Regions from separate parts of the Gossypium hirsutum genome. Here regions 1 and 2 are each linked to region 3. Evidence: chromatin contacts called from public Hi-C data. All regions are on one chromosome and are shown on one strand. Each heading gives the region's core, a stretch centred on a gene start, on an enhancer-like site or on the middle of the called end of the contact. The rest is flanking DNA. Distances are from core to core; before and after follow the strand shown. Region 1 holds the start of LOC107955157. Region 2 holds the start of LOC107955160 (coronatine-insensitive protein 1). Region 3 holds the start of LOC107955163 (glycosylinositol phosphorylceramide mannosyl transferase 1).

What was found. Hi-C and Micro-C count contacts between places; a contact is called where the count stands out from the background.
Region 1: a contact with region 3 is called in a Hi-C map of leaf, with 3 times the contacts expected there. The contact joins the promoter of LOC107955157 here to the promoter of LOC107955163 in region 3. A contact is called at or near these places in 2 of 34 Hi-C or Micro-C datasets (hypocotyl and leaf).
Region 2: a Hi-C map of leaf shows a contact between it and region 3, with 2.7 times the contacts expected there. The contact joins the promoter of LOC107955160 here to the promoter of LOC107955163 in region 3. A contact is called at or near these places in 15 of 34 Hi-C or Micro-C datasets (anther, callus, fibers and 4 more).

Annotation. Positions count from the first base shown.
Region 1 is chrD04:12,767,237-12,770,751 of Gossypium_hirsutum_v2.1, forward strand. It overlaps LOC107955157, which reads right to left and starts at 1,266. Exons shown (of 6, transcript XM_041092004.1): 1 at 623-1,266; 2 at 331-499; 3 at 1-101. The coding sequence starts at 400. LOC107955158 (adenylosuccinate lyase) reads right to left here. Exons shown (of 10, transcript XM_016890887.2): 6 at 3,398-3,514; 7 at 3,159-3,302; 8 at 2,944-3,045; 9 at 2,253-2,321; 10 at 1,627-2,104. The coding sequence ends at 1,859.
Region 2 is chrD04:12,827,893-12,831,661 of Gossypium_hirsutum_v2.1, forward strand. LOC107955160 (coronatine-insensitive protein 1) reads right to left here and starts at 1,904. Exons shown (of 3, transcript XM_016890889.2): 1 at 1,042-1,904. The coding sequence starts at 1,538.
Region 3 is chrD04:12,966,782-12,970,608 of Gossypium_hirsutum_v2.1, forward strand. It overlaps LOC107955163 (glycosylinositol phosphorylceramide mannosyl transferase 1), which reads left to right and starts at 1,814. Exons shown (of 5, transcript XM_016890891.2): 1 at 1,814-2,409; 2 at 2,976-3,372; 3 at 3,780-3,827. The coding sequence starts at 2,210.

The sequences.
Region 1 (3,515 bases), core at 16-2,515, 200 kb before region 3:
TACTAAAAGAACCCCAACAATTAGAAGACCAGCAATGAAGATTGTTGCAGCAAAAGATTTCATGTAGAATCCCGACTCCAACACATATTGGCTTCCACTCTCTGTCAAGAACGACCGAGATTAATACGTATTTGTATCGAACATCAGAAGGTTTAGCAGTAGGAACCATAAAAACGAAATGAGTTAAGCAGTCAACCTATAAACAATGTTGCATACAAAATATTTGGATAAATTAACAATCCAGTCATGCCAAATGAATGGATAAAAGCCTCTGAGAAAAGGGTATTGGAATTGAAAGAACTGTTGGGATCTAATAAAGAAGTGCCTTACCAGTATCTTCCCTACTCAAGAGACTCTGAGAGGAGAACTCCCGCTCCATTTGATGGCCATAAGCTGACATTGTGATTCAGTCAAGCCAGATTCATAGCAGGGCTGCAAAATTCTGCAGATCCAGATCCAGATCCAGATCCAGATCCCTTCAAAATCATTGAAGGGTCACCTGAAACGACAAATAACAATCAACTGATATAGAAGATTCCCCCCCCCCCCAAAACCCCCTTTAACCATACGGTGGCAATCACTGATATGATAAATCAAGACAAAAATCCCAGCTACAACTTACAAGTAGCTTCATGATCTACCATGGTCTGAGCTAGCAGTGGCTCATCTCAAACTTGATAGCCCTCTTGACAAGGAATCAAGTTTCCATTTTTATCAAGAATATCTTTCTAAGGAAGGAAAGGGTCCATAACCATTTGACTTTCTAGATATAATACTAATAATCATTAAAGTCCAAAATTTGCTGATCAACTCATTGCTTAACAGTAGCAATTTGGTAAATAAAAATAAAAACAACAATGAAGAAAAAGAAATAATTTCATACCCAAATTACCATGAGATAATAACAAAACAGAATTGAATTCTGATGCAATTAATAATGCAAAAACTGAGTTTTTTTCCTCATTATCTTAAAGTTAAACAATACAAGGAGAGGCAAAGAGACAAGAGAAGAGAGAGAACCTGAGAGAGGCTTTAGAAGGCTTTTACCTGTAGAGGATAAGAAAATGAAAACCTGACAACAAAAACGACTGTATCTCTTTCGTAGAGAAGCTTCCTTCTTTGTACTGTGTTGATCATTGTTAATGGCTTCTTTCCAAGGACGACGATGACTTTAAACATGACAGATTGTGGAGTGTTTTTACTTTAAAATCGGGGGTAGTTTTGACAAGAAGGAGATTATTCCAGGGTTTTACTTGCAATTTAGTTTAAAAGGAGAGAATTTGATTTAATATAGATAGTATGATAATTCTTGGGCTCCACCATCTCAATCATGCAATGTATTTTTGTGATGTATGCTCCACCAATTATGTTGTTAAAAAAGAATATATTTGATGATGTTGTTTTTGCCAGTCAAAAGATTCTGCCGTGATAAAGTGTACAAGAAACTCTATAGGTACACCTGGTGAAAATCTCTGTACAGACTGGTTCATATCATCGTATTCATGCTAGTTTTTGCTATAATTATATTATCTTTTCACACTATAATTTTTGCTATTATTTTGTTGACATGCGTTCTGTCTCACACGTCGCATTCAATACAAAGTCATCATCAGTTAGTGGAGAACGTGACAGCAATTTCAAGTTAATTTTCATTATTAAGATTGCTTACAAAAATCTCAGCTCAGAGTTGCCCCATATGAACATGACATGATAATCACTTCCAGCAGTAGGGATTTGTCTCACCTTGTACCCTTTCTGAATTTGTTTTTTTCAAAGAATAGCTACCACATTTATCATCTTAATACTTAACCAGTCTCATATGGTGCAACAATATGACTAGGTTTCTTGGCTAATTCTTTCAACGACATGTTTCCAAGACCTCAGAACCGTTTATCACGTTCACAGCTGAATCTACAGTCTTGGCTAATTCAACGGCTGCACCCACGTAGGAATGTGGCGTTAACTTCAAAAGATGAGTCTTAGCTTCTTCGGGTAATTCCAAGCCTTCAATAAATTCCCTTATACTTTCTTTGGTAACTGCTCTCCCCCTAGTTAGCTCCTTCAGCTTCTCGTAAGGCTCTGGAACACCATATCTACGCATGACCTACAGATCAAGTTAAAAAGAGAAACAAAAAGATGAATCAAAATACCGAATACGATAAATGTATCCATCTAGCCTCTATTACTTTGCGCTTACAAAAAAATTGAAACAAAAAAGGGCATTCGATAAATGAAGATCAGAAGATACATACAGTCTGAATTGGCTCCGCAAGTACCTCCCATGCCTGGTTCAAGTCTTCACTTAACCTAGCTTCATTGACCTGGAATCAAAATGGAGCTCAAGAGAGATGGTAGTATGCAGTAAAGCACCCAAAACTACAATTTAGAGAAGGATTAGCAAGGGCTTTTGCATCATAGGTGATATCAAGCGGCTAACTATCACTAGTTGAAGAAAATATACTAACGTGCCTTACCACAAGTCATAGATGTATCATTAAGTCAAAATTTTCACAAAGATTTAAAAATGCCCCAAGTCCCTGTACTCTTTTAGACTTTTTAAAATTTAATACTTTAGCTTTTATTTCCAGGAATTTAGTCCCTCATTTGTCAAATTTGAAAATTAAAATCCAACCGATAACACTATCAATGGATTATCGTTAAATTTGAAAATGTGACATTTGAACATTCAAACTTTTTATTTAAAAGTTAAGTCCAATTGATACTCAAATTTGACATAAGTCAATTAACAGCGTTATCCCTTGGACTTTAATCCCTAAGAACTAAAAGCAGAGGTACTAAATATCGAAGTCCAAGGAGTACAGTGGCAGGGGCATCATTAGACCTTTCACAAACTAATAACCAAATACAGGACTTAATTAACAAGAACCTTTGGCACTAAAATACACTTAAAGGAGATAAGAACCTTCATGTTATGCAACATACCTGGAGCTTTCCTATTCCTTGCAGCACACTTTTGTAAGCAAGAAGGGAATGACCAAGTCCTCCCCCCATGTTCCTCAAGACTGTCGAATCAGTCAAATCTCGCTGCAAATTCAACACATAAGAAGATTTATTTTGTTCAAATAGAGTTATATTAGTTATGAACAAACTTCACAAGCATAAAATTAAGGGGATATCCTAAAATAGAAATGTCGTACCTGCCAACGGGAAATAGGCAACTTCATGCTCAGGTAAGTTAGGTCTTCATTAGCCTTACCAAGATTACCTTCACTGTTTTCAAAATCAATAGGGTTTACTTTATGAGGCATTGTTGATGAACCAATCTCACCTGCCTTGGTTATCTGCTCCAAATTTTGACCACGAAAAGACATTAGCTTGGGAAAATAATAATAACAATAATAATAAATTAAAGTCAACATGCTGCATCAAAAGTCACCTGCTTAAAGTATCCTAAAGATATGTATCCCCATATATCTCTGTCAAAGTCAATCAATATATTATTAAACCGGATAATTGCATAATAAAGTTTTGCCATATAATCGTGGGTCTCAATC
Region 2 (3,769 bases), core at 654-3,153, 140 kb before region 3:
TATATTCACAGAGAGGAAAATCAATTTACTAAATATATGGAAGTATATCACATGACCTATGTCCAAAGGCAATTGCTATCAAAACAGTTGTTTGAAAGAAAATGAAACATTAATGGATCAATCAAGTAAAAGCACAGGTATTGTTATCGGTATCCTGTCATTCATACTAGAGTGCCTTACTACAACCTCAGAAAGCTTCATGACATGGCATCGCAATGGTCCTATGCAACTACAAGCAGTACAAAACAAAACCAAACTTTCACCTATGCTCCTCCCCTGACTTGACTAGTCACTAACTCCTGAAGGCCAAGAAATCACGTAGACCCCATACAGTTTCATGCAACTTTCGCACATATGCAATCAGGATGTTTCATCATTCATACCTATTTTCCATTGGTTCTACAATCGTAAAATGTACCAACACTACACAATCATGCACTACAAACAAAACCAAATTTTCCACAGTTGCTTCTTCCCTGACTAGACCAGTCACTCCTAAAGATTCGGGATTCAAATGACCGCATACAGTGTCATGGAACTTTCCCACATATGCAATCAAAATGTTTCATCGTTCAGATTGATTTTCCATCAGTTCCACATTCAAACAAACGCAGTAACAACCACATCTATAAATGCGATGCTTACAGGCTGAGGAGAAGAAAGATTTTCCTCGACTTCAAACGCTTGAACTAAACAGTTACAAATAGAAGTAATTGGGATTGAATACATGTTTCATTAAACATAACCACTTCCAATAAACACAAATCGAAATATTCCTACAATTCAACTCAACCAAACTCAAGTAAACTAAGATAAGGTTTAACCCCCAAGTAGTTGGAAGTTACTAAATCAGTCCTCTTTACTCGATTCCACTGAGTTCAATCCATATTTGATCATTTTCAGCAGATGCTCCAACTAAAAGAACTTTCAACAATGAATTAAAGAACGAATTTCATCGGGCTTAAGCCTAAGCTTGACTAATTTCACAAAGAAACAAGAACCCATAGTTGCACAAGAATTAAGAAAGGAAGAAAAAGTTACCGGCACAAACGGCCAACGTGCAAGAGACCATCAGTAGAAAAACCAGAGCATTTATCAAGCTTCAAAACCTGCAAAACCTTCCCTCTAGACCTAGCCAAAACTTCCAGATCCGAATCTTTAACAATCATTCTTCTGAAATGGACGGCTTTCAAGCAATTGAAATTCTCCGCTATTTCATTCACCCACGGTGTAACGTACCCACCCCAATCTTCAGGTATCAAATTAAACATCGCCGCCCGAGGCTTCCCTTTCAATTTCAAGGATTCCAAGTGACGGAACCGTCGCCTCAACCGATCGGGACTCGTCGTGTAACAAAGCGCGATCGTTATGTGCTTACGAGTCAGCGCGTCGAGCTCGTACCACCGCCTGCAAACTAGAGATACGGCGTCGCGGTCTTTCGGGTCGTCGATGTACGGCATCACGCAGCCTAATACGACATCGGACATACCGGGTTGTGACGTCATCGTTTTGTGCAACTTGTTACCATTTTCCTCCATCTAAAAAAATCTTTTTTAAAGGGAAATTAAAATCAAAACGGTTTTTAAACCGAAACGGACAAAAAAGAATGGATCGATCTGAAATAAGAAAGTAAACACTTTTTTTTCGGAGCTCTGTTTTATTTGTTCATAAAAGAAAAGGCGGTAGGATCCGAAACGAAACGGAACTCAACCGGCGATAAAACGAATCGGGTCAGATGAGGATCGGGTCGAGAAGGCATAGGGAAGAAGAGATTGTTGATTGAGCACACAGAAAAGCGAAGAGAAAAGAGCTGAGAAAAAGTTTCAGTAGATAAAGGAGGGTCGAAATGGACGGCCGAGATTCATTAGAAAAGAAGATCCAAGTGAAAAATATAATTATAGGATCAGACCAGACAATTCAGCTGCTCTAAATTAAAAATACAAAAGAAAATAGTATTGCAACCAATTAGTGGAGACTGAAAAATAAATTTAATAATTTTTGATTGGTTGCGTCAGTATTGGAAGTATTAAATTATTAATTATATTCTGCACCCAGCAGTTGTCATTGTGGCCTTTCTTAATTCTTTCAATTATATTTTTTTTCGTAAAAAATGTTGATTAAAAGCAGCTGCTATTTCGTGCTTTTCTTTTCTTTTTTTTTTTTGGTAAAAATGAAAGAAGGTGGGAGAAACCCAAGGAATTAACCAGTACAGTTAATGTCTATCCCTAAGCTCTCTTGTAGTAGAACCAAAACCATTTCCTGACTGAGAGTAAAAACCAATGGGGTTCTTCTTGGTTGATCTAGACAAGATATCAGTTGCCCTATTTGCTTACAACTTAATCTCCCAACTTTGGACCAACAGCTCGCAAATATCCTATACAAGCTACCAGGTACCTTGTTTTGCTCTTTTCATATGCATTTCATGTTAGTCTTGAAGTAACGCCTTTCCTTTCAATCTAGTTACATCTTATACAAGCTCGTGCTGCTAGTTTCCCACTTCTCTTCCAATGTGGCATAGGATAGGAGTAATACTTCATTTCATATCTCCTTAGAAAAGGACACCCAAAGAAAATGTGGCTTTTGGTTTCTTGTTCCACATGACAAATTTCATTAATGTGTGCCTTTGGTATGTAGTCTGTCACGAATGACCATCCAAATTATGAAATGAATGCTTTCAAATATGAACTGAGAACCACAAAACCAATTTTGTCCCATTCCACATGTTCTTAACATACTCATATTTTCTCCTCAAAATTTAGCCACTATATATTTGTCACTAGGGAACCTCCAAACAACACAATTCTAAAACACAATTTTTTTTTGCAACATCATGCATTTGTAACAAGTTCCTCCAAATCCAACTATAATTCCAAGTAATTAACACCATGTTTGGTTGACATGAATAACCAAACGATTCCTGGCTGATTTGGTGATAAACAGTTATTCATTAGTTTGATTCATTGAATCCTTCATTCTACGAAATCTCATTCATTACCCATTCCACCTTCTCCCGTAATGGCCATTCCCCACCAAACCCAAAGAATAGGACAAACGATTCCTGGCTGATTCGGTGATAAACAATTATTCATTAGTTTGATTCACTAGGGGTGAGCATTTGATCGAATCGAATCGAATCGAATCGAAAATTTTCAAGTTAATCGAGTTTTCAAATCTCATTTTATCATCCTAACTTTATTTGAAGTTTTCTCGAATCGAGTCGAGTGAGATGGAATTCGAATCGAATCGAATCGAATCGAATATATTTGTTCGAATTAAAATTTAAAAAATAATTTAGGTCCTTGTAACCACTGTCACCCATCGTAATAAAATTTGTCCACCTTAATCAAATTTTTTATTAACTTTCATCACCTCATAATTTATTTATTAATTTTTTATATACTAGTTAGCTTATTTGTTTGCTTAGTTGTTTCAATTATCATCAGATTCTTGTCACTATGTATTTTGGAATTAAAAAATATATTAAATATAAAAAAATGATTTTTTAATAAAAGTTATTTTAAAAATAAAATGTGAAATTGTTACCAATATAAAATTTTAACACGAATATTTTATGGCATAATTAAGAATTCAATTTTAATATAAATATTCAATATGACTAAACAATTCAATAATATAAATAATATAAAATATGAAATTTAATTTAATAATATAAATAGTATATATAAATAAAATTAGTACTATTTATGTTTAGTGATTTTTTTGGATAATTTTGATTTTTTATTTGAGAGTAAAGGGTGAGAAGTAAAAG
Region 3 (3,827 bases), core at 564-3,063:
TTTAGTCTCGATTTGTTTCTAATATGTAATTTCGGTCTCGAGGGCTCGTAGAAGGGACAATATGTTTAATTTTGATTGGTTTCTGACATGTATATTATGTGATGTGAAATATTTGAAATTTCTGTCTATTTGTTCTGTAAACCCCGGTAATGCTCCGTAACCTTGTTCTAACTACTGACTCGGGTTAGGGGTGTTACAATATTATCCATAACAAGGCTACCTTTTTAGGCCTAGACAAGTTGTGTAAAATAACACCGTCACCTATTTAGGCTAGAAAGGTGTGTGTGCTTAGCCCAAAAAGAATGTACATTCTTTAAGATCAAATCAATATTTCCATCCACTAAATATCAAAATTCAAATGCACATATGCAAAAAATAATAAAGAAAAATGCAAACAAAGCTAAAAACACTATTATCAAATCAACAAAACAATCTTATTAATAGCGAAGTAGTTTACAAATAATATTTGTCTAATAACCACATGCACACACAAAAGGGAGGCTTAATCATCTTCAGATGAAACAAATTCCAGAATAGATAACTATAATCTTCCCCTCAACAATGGCTCATATATCTGAATGCCATTTTTTTAAGGATTAAAAATATCAAGAGAACAATATATATTTCACACCATACTAAAGCTAACCCTATGCAAAATAAACCTTTGAACCAATTGAATGTTGCTTACAATAGTCTCCCAAATATCATGAAAATTGTTAATAAAAGCTTTTTGAGCCTTCACATATGCCTTATCAATGACCACTTGCTCACATTACAAGGCATTATAATCGGGGAAATAATGACGACACTTCATAACCCCCAATAGGCCTTGCCAACGAATCAACTCAAGCCATGCTACCTTTATAACTTATTTTTGCCTAGGTGGCAATTGTTATACCCTCGTCATCTAACGCCCTCGTCGGATCATTCAATGATCATAAAAACTCGACGAAGCATGGCCTTATGCAAGGGGAGGCTTAACCTCATGGCCTTGCCAAAACGATAATACCCTTACTTGAACATTCTATTACACGTAGGCCCACATGATCCCTAGAAGAGTTCTTGATGACATATATCAACCCATCATATGTTAGCTTGATAAGTGTTTTGTCCATTTCTTTCAGTCGACTCCAATAATATCTTAAGTTGACATCCACCATTCTATCGCAACACCCATACAGTAAGAAACTCAATGATTGAAACCCACACCTAACCACTTTCCTCTTATAAATACTTTACATGAGGGTAAGAAAGGTAAGCTTCTAAATAGTCTATAACTCCAACCTTTCTCAAATCATTAAACTTAGTGGCTCTCACCACTACTCATGGTGTGAACCATCCCTATTGTAGCAACAAACACTTTCTATAACTTTAGTTATAACAACTAACAAAACTTTTAAGAAAACATTAACAATTCCTTGTATTTGTTTATCTCCCAAATCCTGATGCAAAATATTGGCATCTTCTTTACTCTTTGGATAAGAATAAGCAAATGAACAAGAAAAAGAATAAAGTTATTTTCTTTTAAAATTATTTTTATATTTATTGATTTGTGGTCTAACGTAGAAGTGGTCATAAGCGTGTTGCTGTTTGAAGAATTTTTAAAAATATTTTACTAGAACAAATCAAATAAATTTGAATAAAAGTTATAATATTTTCGGAGCCGGTCCTAATTATAAAATATCTTGTCGGCTAAGGGTCAACCTCAGTAACTGTAATGAACCATCAGATTTTAATCAAACGGTTCTCAATACTTCCTTTCACATCAACGTATCTTTTCTTCTATCCTGATCTGTGAAATCTTAAAAGGGAACGAACGCCGAACGTACATTGCAATGCGCAATAAAAAACCAAGAGCACATCAACATCTCAGTTTCAGCCAATAATATCCATCCGCGCGTTACCCTAGCATCCATCTTATGGGACTCTACCTCCTTAACCTCATACACATAACCACACCCTATAACTCTCCCCACCCTTTTCCCTTCACCGGTTCCTCCTCACCGGCGACAAATCTACTTCCCTCTCACCGCACCGGAGCCGAATCATATAAATAGCAATTCAACAAGCGGCGGATGGAACTTTCAGTTTCGTGAATCGGGCTCCATTCAACGTCATATCCCTCGAGTTCAGACTTCAGACCGACTCAGTCTTCTTATAAGGCAAAAGGGGAAGGGAAGAGATTGAGGAATTAGAGTGATAGAAGACGATGAGGGGCGGTTTACCTATTAGCCGTCGATCGGTTTTCAAGTTGCGTCAAGTTGGGATCGGGACGCTTGGATCGGCAAAGATCAAGATCCTTCTCTGCGGTTGCGTCGTGTTAAGTCTACTAGCAATCGCGAACCGAAACCGCGACAGTTCTTCGTTTATGGGATGGACCGGTGACTTTGACCGCTCTTCTTCTCCAAGGTGCATCTCCCTAGTACTATATATTAACTTTTTTTAATCTTATATTTTCGTTTGAATTTTCTTTCAGATTTTTGTTGAGTAGTTTCCAAGTTTAGATATATATAAAAAAAAGGAACCATGACTAAAAGAGGTTCGTTTGTTTTTGGAAACTTTGCGTAAATATATCATCTAAATCAGGATTTTTATTGGAAACTCTATCAAATTGTTATCAAGTTCTTTTATTTATGGTAATTTAATTTATTTTTAAACCATAACAACAGTTAGGATCTGAAACTAAACCCGTTTTAGCTTAAAATATTAAGAAGTGATTGATAATTCTAACTTCAAATTTAAAGGTACTTTTTGGTGTTTATTCTGTTTAGATGTTTAAAGAAGGGTTTTATTTATTTATTTTCGGAAGGATCTTGAACTCGAACAAAATCACTCTGAGCTTAAATTGTTACAAAAAATTTCAACAAATGATTGATATACAGTAGAAACTTAAATCTATTGAAGGCATTTACCGAAAAATTTTCCAGATTTGATAATAAAGTGATGATGTTCATTACTGGGTTGTGTAAGTACAGGGGAAGATACTCGATTATAATCAATACTTGGAAAAGATATGATCTCTTGAAGAAGTCGATTTCCCACTACACGTCATGTCCGAGGCTCGATTCTATACATATTGTATGGAGTGAGCCGGATCCTCCATCTGATTCGCTTAAAAGATATCTCAACCATGTTGTGCGGTCAAACTCTAGAAAGGATCAGCAAGTTGAGTTGGTCTTTGATATCAATAAAGAAGATAGCTTGAACAACAGATTTAAAGAAATTAAGGATTTGAAGACGGATGCGGTTTTCTCAATTGATGATGATGTTATTTTCCCTTGCACTTCTGTAGAATTTGCTTTCACTGTTTGGCAAAGTGCCTCAGATACAATGGTGGGATATGTTCCTCGTATGCATTGGGTAGATCAAAAGGTACGCATCTGTTCTGCAAGTTTGTTGTTTTAATAATTTATCATAATTGATTTTGATGTTAGCCTTGCTGTATCAGTTTCCTTTGGTAAGTTTAGTCATAAAGTTTCAGACTTCAGACTTATGATTGTAAATATGCCTACTTCTGGCACCGAGCTTCATATCTGTTGTCTTCATTGAGAAATTCATTTAACTTAACATGTTACTAAACAAAATCTTGTAGCTTTATCCGTATGTTAATATTGTATACCATTGATTGAAACTTTTACTTGGCATTGACTAATGGATTGATTACAAAACTCTTTTTTCTTAGTTGTCATAAATGTGAGGATCATAAACCTCCTGCAGTGCAAGATATTCAAATTACTTGAGAAAAAAGATACGCTCTTGATTTCTTCATCTTTATGCAGAAAGGAGAGAATAAATACAAATATGGCGGATGGTGGTCGGTTTGGTGG